3 separate regions of the Mus musculus genome follow, and regions 2 and 3 are each linked to region 1. The links are chromatin contacts, called in public HiChIP or PLAC-seq maps. All regions are on one chromosome and are shown on one strand. Each heading gives the region's core, a stretch centred on a gene start, on an enhancer-like site or on the middle of the called end of the contact. The rest is flanking DNA. Distances are from core to core; before and after follow the strand shown. Region 1 holds the start of Atox1 (antioxidant 1 copper chaperone). Region 2 holds the start of Mrpl22 (mitochondrial ribosomal protein L22). Region 3 overlaps Gm33026 (a long non-coding RNA gene).

Region 1 (2,809 bases), core at 91-2,590:
CCTGGCTAGATTGGAGGTAGCACTTGACCAATACCTCCCTGCACTTAGCAATTTGTCTTGATAAGGTGCCTGTTCATCTCCCATTAAATCCTGTGTCCCCAGAGGCAGACACAGAACAGAGAGGCCCTCAAGCTATTTTTTTCCTTCACTGCTGCCCTCTGAAGAGCAGCCGGGCAGCCTCCACTCTGGAATCCTGAGGTCACCAAGGAGTCTGTCACATGGACTAGCTTGACTGGCAGGATGGACTTTACCAAGTTTTTTTTTTTTTTTTGGTCTGTGCTTTGTGCAGACAGGGTCTGAAGACAATGGGCAGGAACCACAAGAATGACACCTGAGAGGTTTAAGGATTTGTACCAGGAAGAAGCCTCAGGTTCATTCCCAGAAGATAAGCTGCTAAAACACAGAATACTCCTGGGAGACCTCTGGGTTGAGAGGCACTGGGAGGAAAATGCTCTCCACTCCACAACTCTAGACCAGCATCTCCGGAACTCAGTTGAGATTAGAGCTTGCCCCCAAACAAGTACAACTGGTTTTGCCCAGCACTTCCCAGGTGGTCTGGCTCCATCTTGTATCCTACCTACCTAGCTAGCTCCCAACAATAAACGCTTTCCAGCAAGCACTGGGGTTTTTCTTCTCTTCTTGTGTAATGTGCCAAGGCCTCATGTAAGGCCTTCATTTTAAATTAAGCAATGAGACTAGAAGCCGCCATGCAAAGGAGTGGGGTGATTTCAAAGGCAAGATAAGCGCTGCTCTCGGCTCCTTAAACTCTGCTCTGAGCTTTGGGATTCCTGGTTGGGGAAGAAAGTACCCTGTCGGCCCAGTGCTGAAGTGGAAGCAGGGCAGTGTGGGCAGGAGAGATGAACAGAGACATGCTTCTCTGGAAAGCCTGCAGGCGGCAGGGTATGCATGTGGAAAGGCCAGGTACCCGCATTCCTATATGGGTTCTCTGCCCTACCTCCCTGCCTCAGTTTCCCCATTATGCAGAAAAGGATGGGGCTGCCTCTCGAAGACTCTCTAGGGCGATCCGGAGGCCTGTGTTCTGCACTACACTGCTCTCTGCAGCTTTCCGGAGGGTCCCGAAGCCGGAGGACCGTGCGGAAGGTAAACTGAGAAACGACTGCAGCTCTGGCCACGGCCTGCGCCCTGACAGCAGCGTCGGGCTCGGAAACAGTGCATCCGGGCTGGAGACAGAAGTTCCCGCGGGTCGAACGGCCACTTACCGGCATGACTGACGCGGCACACACGGGCAGTGGCAGCGGCGACGACGACTGGAACTCCTCTCCCGGACACCAAAGCTGCGCTTCCGGAGAGCGCTCCTGAAAGCCCCGCCCTCAGGCCAACCCATCCTTCGGCCAGGCCCCGCCCTAGGGCTGGGCTCCACTTATGCCCCGCCTCTTCCGGGGCTAGCTTCGTCAAGGCCCGGCCCTTTGAGGAAGGATCTGCTAAATTCCCTGTCCCTTCCGGTCCAGTTAGAGCTAGGTTCCTCCCTTGGGCTGGCCTCCTCTTGCTTACCGTGCCTTTCGATATGAATATTTCACTAGGTCCCGCCTCTCTTTTGGGTTAGGTCACGCCCCTCCGGACGCGGAAAGGCCAGGCTTTTTTGAGGTCAAGCTAAGGCTATCTTGTGGAGGCCAGACCTGCGTTTTCTGCTGGGTCATTTCTGAAACAGGGCTAGGGAATGCAAGGCCAAGGCTCTGGGAATAAAAGATCTGGCATCTCCCTAAAGGGACCATCTCTCTTGCTTACCACTCAACTCAGTCCCTAAACTACAGTGGCCTGACCTAGGGCGCCAGGCCTGTTGACCCGGATACTAACGTGGCTGAGGCAGAAGATTTCTGGGTTCAAGGCTTACTGCGGCTGCAAAGTTCAAGGGCATCCTGGACTTCTTGAGACCCTTTCCTGAAAAAACATATTAAAAAAGAAATCCAAATTTAAGGCACATAGTAGATAAATTCACAACTGTAATCCCAGTGCTTGAAAAGTTGAGGCAGAGCTGGGCCAGGTGGTGGTCATGCCTTCCTTCAATCCTGGCCCTCTGGAGGCAGAGGCAGGTGGATCTCTTAAGTTCAAAGCCAGCCTGGTCTACAGAGCAAGCTCCAGGGCTATGCAAAAAACAAACAAACAAACAAACAAACAAAACAAAACAAAAAACCCATGAGACTGCGTCCTTCCCACCCAATTATGGCAGCCCCAGTAAACCGAGTTACTGCATGGGTAACTGACACCCATGAAGAAGATTGGCTTCCTCAAGAGTGCCAGAAGGACCAACCGACTGGATCTATCTCCTCTACCAGCCATTTGTGTCCTTGAGCTGGAGGCTGAGAGGAGATCCCTAAACTAAGTAGGCAATCTGCCATTTTGTGTGTCAGGATGGGTTCAGTCTGAAACCATGCTATAATTTGAACATAAAAGTTATAAGAAGTTGGCTAACAGGGGAAAGCCTAAGAATCTAAGACTAGCTGGATGGGGTAAGGGTGGCACACATGTGTCTATAAACAAGCATTCCCGGGGCTGGCGAGATGGCTCAGTAATTAAGAGCGCGCCGACTGCTCTTCCAAAGGTCCCGAGTTCAAATCCCAGCAACCACATGGTGGCTCACGACCATCCGTAACGAAATCTGATGCCCTCTTCTGGGGTGTCTGAGGACAGCTACAGTGTACTTACATATAATAAATAAATAAATCTTAAAAAAAAAAAAAACAAGCATTCCCCCTACACTCCAGAGGCTGAGGCAGGGGATTTATGAATTGGAGGCCAGTCTGAGCCTCATGAGAACCTGTCTTAAATAAAATGAACTAAAATAAAATAA
Region 2 (2,809 bases), core at 97-2,596, 2.7 Mb after region 1:
CTGCTTCAGCCTCTCATACGCTGGGATTACATCATGTGGTGCTACGCCAGGCTCCTTTTCTCTGAGACAGAGCCCGGCTTGTGTAACATGGTGGTTCTTTAACACCAGTCTCCCACATGCTGATGTTACAGTCATTTTTAACAAGAACCCTGAGGCCCACTGAAGACAGAGTTTGATGAACCAGCCTGCCTCCATTTTAGGCTTAAAAGGTATCTTTTTTTTTTTTAAAGATTTATTTATTTATTATATGTAAGTACACTGTAGCTGTCTTCAGACACACCAGAAGAGGGAGTCAGATCTCATCATGGGTGGTTGTAAGCCACCATGTGGTTGCTGGGATTTGAACTTCGAACCTTCAGAAGAGCAGTCGGGTGCTCTTACCCACTGAGCCATCTCACCAGCCCAAAAGGTATCTTATAGTAGAGGCAAACTAGATTCATTCCTGTTTATGATTAAACCTCCATTTCTCACTGATTGGGCTATGCCACACCTGTAATCTTAACTATACATGGTTCTGTGGGTTCCAGAAAATGGCAACTGTGTCTTTGTTTCAAAACCATCTTGTTAATCCTACCTTTGTTTCAAAAGGTTTTTATGGCCGGTCATGGTGGCCCACACCTTTAATCCCAGCACTCGGGAGGCAGAGGCAGGCGGATTTCTGAGTTCAAGGCTAGCCTGGTCTACAGAATGAGTTCCAGGACAGCCAGGGCTATACAGAGAAACCCTGTCTCAAAAAACCAAAAAAAAAAAAAAAAAAAAAAGGTTTTTATGACTACCTTCTTAGGACCACCTTGTGATCATAACTTTCTTTCAGGAGGTGGTTATGACCAATTTGCTAGTCTGTTTCTGTTTATGGGACTAACTTATTAGTCAGCTCCTGTTCTAGTTCTGCTCCTGTAACCTCCACCTAGCAAATCCATTTGGAAACACCCAACCCCTGAGCTATAGAAACCTTGTCTTCCTCATATCCGATGCTGCCTTCTCAAACGTTGCTTTAGGGGGAAGCAGTTCCTGTATGCAAATAAAAAAAGCTTGCTTTAATTAATTGCTTGCTTTAATTAACTTGGCCATTATGATTTGGATCAGTGGTCTTTCTTGTATCTTTGGCCTTAAATATTTAGGATTAAAAGGTTCTCCTGCCCTTTTCAGGCTGTTATGAGGTGAGGTCACAGTTTTTCTGATTTTCAGTCTTTATGAGGTCATTCACTCCAAAGAAAGACTGCTCTGACCAGACTTTTCACAAGGACGACGCATTCCTGGTCTCCATGACAACGCACTCTGACTTTTCCGGTCCCGGAAGCCGGCCTCGGACTGCGCATGCGTATAGTCAGCCGGCGTTTGATCCCGGAGGCTTCCGTAGGGCTCAGCATGGCGGCCGCACTACTGCGAGAGTTGGGTAAGGCTTGAGTCTTTCTTAGAATTTGGGAAGGAGGAGATAAAGAGAATCGAAGTTGACAGCTCGTATTCACGTTGCAGGTGCACTGAGGGTACCTAACCTGAGGATCTGGGCAACGCAGACGCTGCGGTAAGAGTCCTGCCACGAAGATCTTGCAGGCTGCGCCTGATCTGCATCGATCACAGTGCACTTGTGTGCCAGGCAGTACTTTCGGCCTCAGGTGGAGGGCGGCCCGACCCAGAACCCCATAGAGACTGTTGCCTCCGGGGGCTCCTCTCGGTGTTTTCTGACCAGCCTCTCCCTATTCCGTAGGCACGATTCGAATCTTCGACTTTGTGTGCTATACCAACAAACATTCCTGGTTATTTCTTTATTCACTTGCCGTGGGCAAGGACTGTTTGGAGACTCGAGGCTTGCCTGACATTGTACATTCGTTCGCTGTTGTTTCTCAGCAACTGGAGTTTGAGCCTTTTGCTCTGCAGAACATTCTGGAGCCTCTCGAGAAAGCCTTTTGTTTGTTTGTTTGAGTCTCGCCATAAGTCAGTCTGGCTTCTGCTTACCAGTCAGAGGCTGGGATCCTAGGCCATGCACTGTCCTGCTAGGACACAAGCGTCCCTATGCAGTTGAGTTAGCACTGGCATGGATCCGTAGGGTACATCCGAAGTTTCGATTACATATATAGTACTTGCAAATGAATTGCTTCTTTGGAGCAATATTTTGACATAATATAATTATAGTTGTTTGATTCCGTTTAAAACCCATTTCAGTCCTGAGTATTCATAAAACCTGTAAGTATTCATGAAACTTTGTCACTGTTAATTCATGGCATACTTAATTTACCAGACACCATATTGATTGCCAAATCTGTATTGAGGTTTTGAGAAATGCAAGGCAGTTTCTAAGGGATGGCAGACAGTAGGTACCTCACGCTCACAAAATCTTGTTTAATAGTTTATCCTAATGGCTTCTTTGAAAGATTGAAGTCAGAGTTGAGCAGCTTATGGTTCTGTCACCCTGCTGTGAGTGATGATATAAAATGATGTTAGAGGCCTTAGAGACATTGCCTCTTTCCTCTTTCTTACATACATGAAAACCAAGGCCCAGTGAAGTGACAGTGTGCCGCTGGCTTTAACTATGTAAAATGTAAACACCAGTGATTCAAACTGGAGAAGAAAGTTTGAAGGCCTAGAGATTGCAGGTGTATCTGGATGGGAGACGAGCCAGCTCTGTAGTGTCTGGATAAGGGTGGTGGTGACGTGGCTCCCAGAACGGCAGAGAGGTCCAAGTTTCTGTTGTCTTATGGGCTTCCTTCCTTTCAGGGTTTTACCCCCGTCGTGCATCCACACGAGTGCTTCTCTTGACATTTCTCGCAAATGGGAGAAGAAGAATAAGATTGTTTACCCACCTCAACTG
Region 3 (2,809 bases), core at 184-2,683, 2.4 Mb after region 1:
GCATTCCACATTCCCTGGGCTCTGAAGTTTTTCTCCTCAACCTTCTCTCTTCTTACACAGGGTCTTATGACCCCCGGGTTAGCTTCAAACTCCCTGTAGCTGAGGCTAACCTTGAATTTCTGATCCTTCTGCTTCTACCTCCAGAGCGTTGGGATGGCGGGTAAGCACCTCCACATTCAACTAGGCCTCTGCTTTATCATCTGTTCCCTTCAAGCAGTGTCGGTTCATCTCCTCCGCCCTTCCCCAGCCCATCCATCCATCCATCCATCCATCCATTCATCCATCACTCGGACACTTCACTCTCCATCTTTATCGATGGCTCCTCTGATTTCAACGTCTCCTGCTTTCACACAAACCTAATGGAGGAGAACCTGTCTTAGCAGTACCCTCCAGAGCGATGGCTTTCAGTGCTTCCGAGGAAGGGACAGAGGTGGCCTTGAATATTTGGCCATGCCTAGAGACACTTTGGGCTGTTACAGCTTGGGCAAACAAGAGCAGCCCACTCTGCTCTGCAGTGTCGTCACTGCAATCGCACACAGAATGCTCTCCTTATAGGGAGCACTCTGAGAAATGCGTCAAGGAGCAGATTCCTTACTGCGCAGACAGGGGCGTGACCTTAGAGGACAGCCACGTCACCGGGAGACGTAATCTCCTATCTGTGATCTGACTTGGACTGACGTATGGTTGTGTCCCATATGACCACCTATGTCCCCAAACATGAAGTAAACATATATGGACATATATGGGGGTGGGAGTGGGGAAGCAACTCAATTTGAGCATTTACCTAATAGGCAGGAGGTCAATCCCTCGCACAGCATGAACCCAGTGTGGGGTCCATACCTGTAATCTCTGCACGCCGCCGTAGGTACAAGCAGGAAGATCAGAAGTTCAAACTCATCGTGGTAATCTAGGAAGTTCGAAGCCAGTGTGGGCCACATGAGACACTACCTCGAAAACAAAACAATCAAACCAACTCAGCGTTTTCCCCCTTTCTTCATGTAATAATATCATAGGTTGACATTTGAAACAGTAGAGAGACCACCCCCTGAGGGTGGCCCTAAATTAGGATCCCAGATTCGCTGGTTTCTAGCTGTGACCTAATGTTTCCACCTTTGAGTTTTTCATCACAAAGGGGAAGACGGTATGAGTCTCTCCTCTGTCTCACTGTACAGCTGAACGTCCTGAGGCTGGGATGCGTCATACACCGTCTGCCAAGCCAGCTCCAGCACTGGCCCAGGACCCTCTGACAAATTCATGTTGGTTTGCTTGCTTTATTCAGTTTGGTAAAGGCAGAGAGTGAGAGTGAGAGAGAGAGAGAGAGAGAGAGAGAGAGAGAGACAGCAGGCCGGTGGAAGGGTGGCAGAGAGTGCTGTAGGCTGGCCCCAGGGCTGGGAGGCAGCACTTTGCAGGCGCCTGGACTACTCCCGCTCCGGCCTCTGCGTGGCTGACTTGGCCTGGCTCTCTTCCCCTTGCCTTATCTCCAGACGCCTGTTATCTGCACACCCATCTGTGGACAAATGGCCAGCCGGCTGGCTCCTGGTCACCCTGCCTGGAGGGGGGGGGGTGGTCTTCTCAAACTTGTGTCTGGCAATTTGGGCTGGAGCCGAGGTGGGGGGTCTCTCCCCATGGAGGAGGCCAGGCCCAGAGTCACCCTAAGGGCTTTAAACCCAGAACCAGGCTGCATGGCATTCCACTGACTCTATTCAGAGGACAGGCATACTGTCCCATCATCTACCCCCATCACAAGGAGTCACAGTATGTAGGCTCACTATTGTAACAGTAATTCCCCTGAGCCCATAGGGAAACTGAGGCTCTGAGACATCAATGAGCCGATGTATCCCACACAGCCAGGCAGAGGCTTTGCCCCACAGTGCAGGCTCCAAGCCTCACCTCTCACGGAGGATGCTACGTCAGCAGCCTCCCCTAGCCTTGGTGTTTTTAGAGGCTGGCACTGTCCTTCAAAGTCTGACCTCCCCTACATCTCAGCAAGACATAAACAGTCACCCGGTCTTGCTCCCTGTGCCTGAAGTTCTACCCATGAAAAAAATGGGAGAATAAGGACCTCATCTCACAGATGGCATCTACCTAGGTACCACACTTAGGACAAAATGTGTGCTGTTTACCGTCTTTCGTGTGTGGTGTTTAAATTTAAATTTTGTTGCTGTTACTTTATCTTATATTTATTAAGGATTTACTCATTTACTTTGTTGTTTGAGACAGGATCTCACTATGTAGCCCTGGCTGGCCTGGAACTCATTAAGTAGACCAGGCAGGTCTTGAACTCACAGAGATTGACTGCCTCAGCCTTCTGAGTGCTGGAGTTAAAGGCATGTATCTCCATGCCCTGCCCTATTAACGTGTGTGTGTGTGTGTGTGTGTGTGTGTGTGTGTGTGTGTGTGTGTGTGTGTTCACAGTTGTACACACACACATGCTCAAAGCACGGCCAGTTACATGGATGCCGACATCCACACTCTTTGTCCTCATGATTTTGAAGCAAACACTCTTACTTACTGAGCCACCTCTCCAGTTACCTTTTATTCTTTTTTGAAACAAGGGATCACTGTGTAGTCCTTGCTGTCCTTGAACTCATAGCCTCAACCCCCCAAGTGTCCAGTGCACACCACACCTAGCTTGAGGTGGTGTTATTTTTATTAGTTGGGTAGTATAGTGTTAGCATATAATCTGCCAGCCACAATAGTATTTTGATTGGTGTTCTCTGTGTGTGTGTGTGTCTGTGTGTCTGTCTGCCTGTCTGTGTCTCTGTCTCTCTCTCTGCCTCTCTCTCCTCACACTATATAGCCTAAGATG

Evidence for each region. HiChIP or PLAC-seq counts read pairs in DNA pulled down with a chosen protein or histone mark.
Region 2: a contact with region 1 is called in an H3K4me3 HiChIP or PLAC-seq map of embryonic forebrain, with 8 times the contacts expected there. The contact joins the promoter of Mrpl22 here to the promoter of Atox1 in region 1. A contact is called at or near these places in 4 of 115 datasets of contacts at active chromatin or transcription factors (astrocytes, embryonic forebrain and embryonic stem cells) and 3 of 9 other capture datasets (adipose tissue, liver and macrophages).
Region 3: a contact with region 1 is called in an H3K27ac HiChIP or PLAC-seq map of trophoblast stem cells, with 10 times the contacts expected there. The contact joins the enhancer-like site here to the promoter of Atox1 in region 1. A contact is called at or near these places in 1 of 39 promoter capture datasets (embryonic stem cells) and 4 of 115 datasets of contacts at active chromatin or transcription factors (acute myeloid leukemia, large pre-B cells, pro-B cells and 1 more).

The regions. Positions count from the first base shown.
Region 1 is chr11:55,459,868-55,462,676 of GRCm38.p6, forward strand. It overlaps Atox1 (antioxidant 1 copper chaperone), which reads right to left and starts at 1,341. Exons shown (of 4, transcript NM_009720.3): 1 at 1,221-1,341. The coding sequence starts at 1,226.
Region 2 is chr11:58,170,318-58,173,126 of GRCm38.p6, forward strand. Mrpl22 (mitochondrial ribosomal protein L22) reads left to right here and starts at 1,347. Exons shown (of 7, transcript NM_175001.5): 1 at 1,347-1,396; 2 at 1,477-1,525; 3 at 2,716-2,809. The coding sequence starts at 1,369.
Region 3 is chr11:57,863,313-57,866,121 of GRCm38.p6, forward strand. It overlaps Gm33026 (a long non-coding RNA gene), which reads right to left. Exons shown (of 6, transcript XR_879887.3): 4 at 841-944. Among named protein-coding and RNA genes, the nearest start is that of Gm33026, 4.6 kb to the right of the region's middle. Within about 2 kb of position 1,434, at least 15 of the 459 cell types and tissues checked have an H3K27ac peak or open chromatin away from gene starts, as enhancers often do. A contact at or near this core is called in trophoblast stem cells, where this site is marked.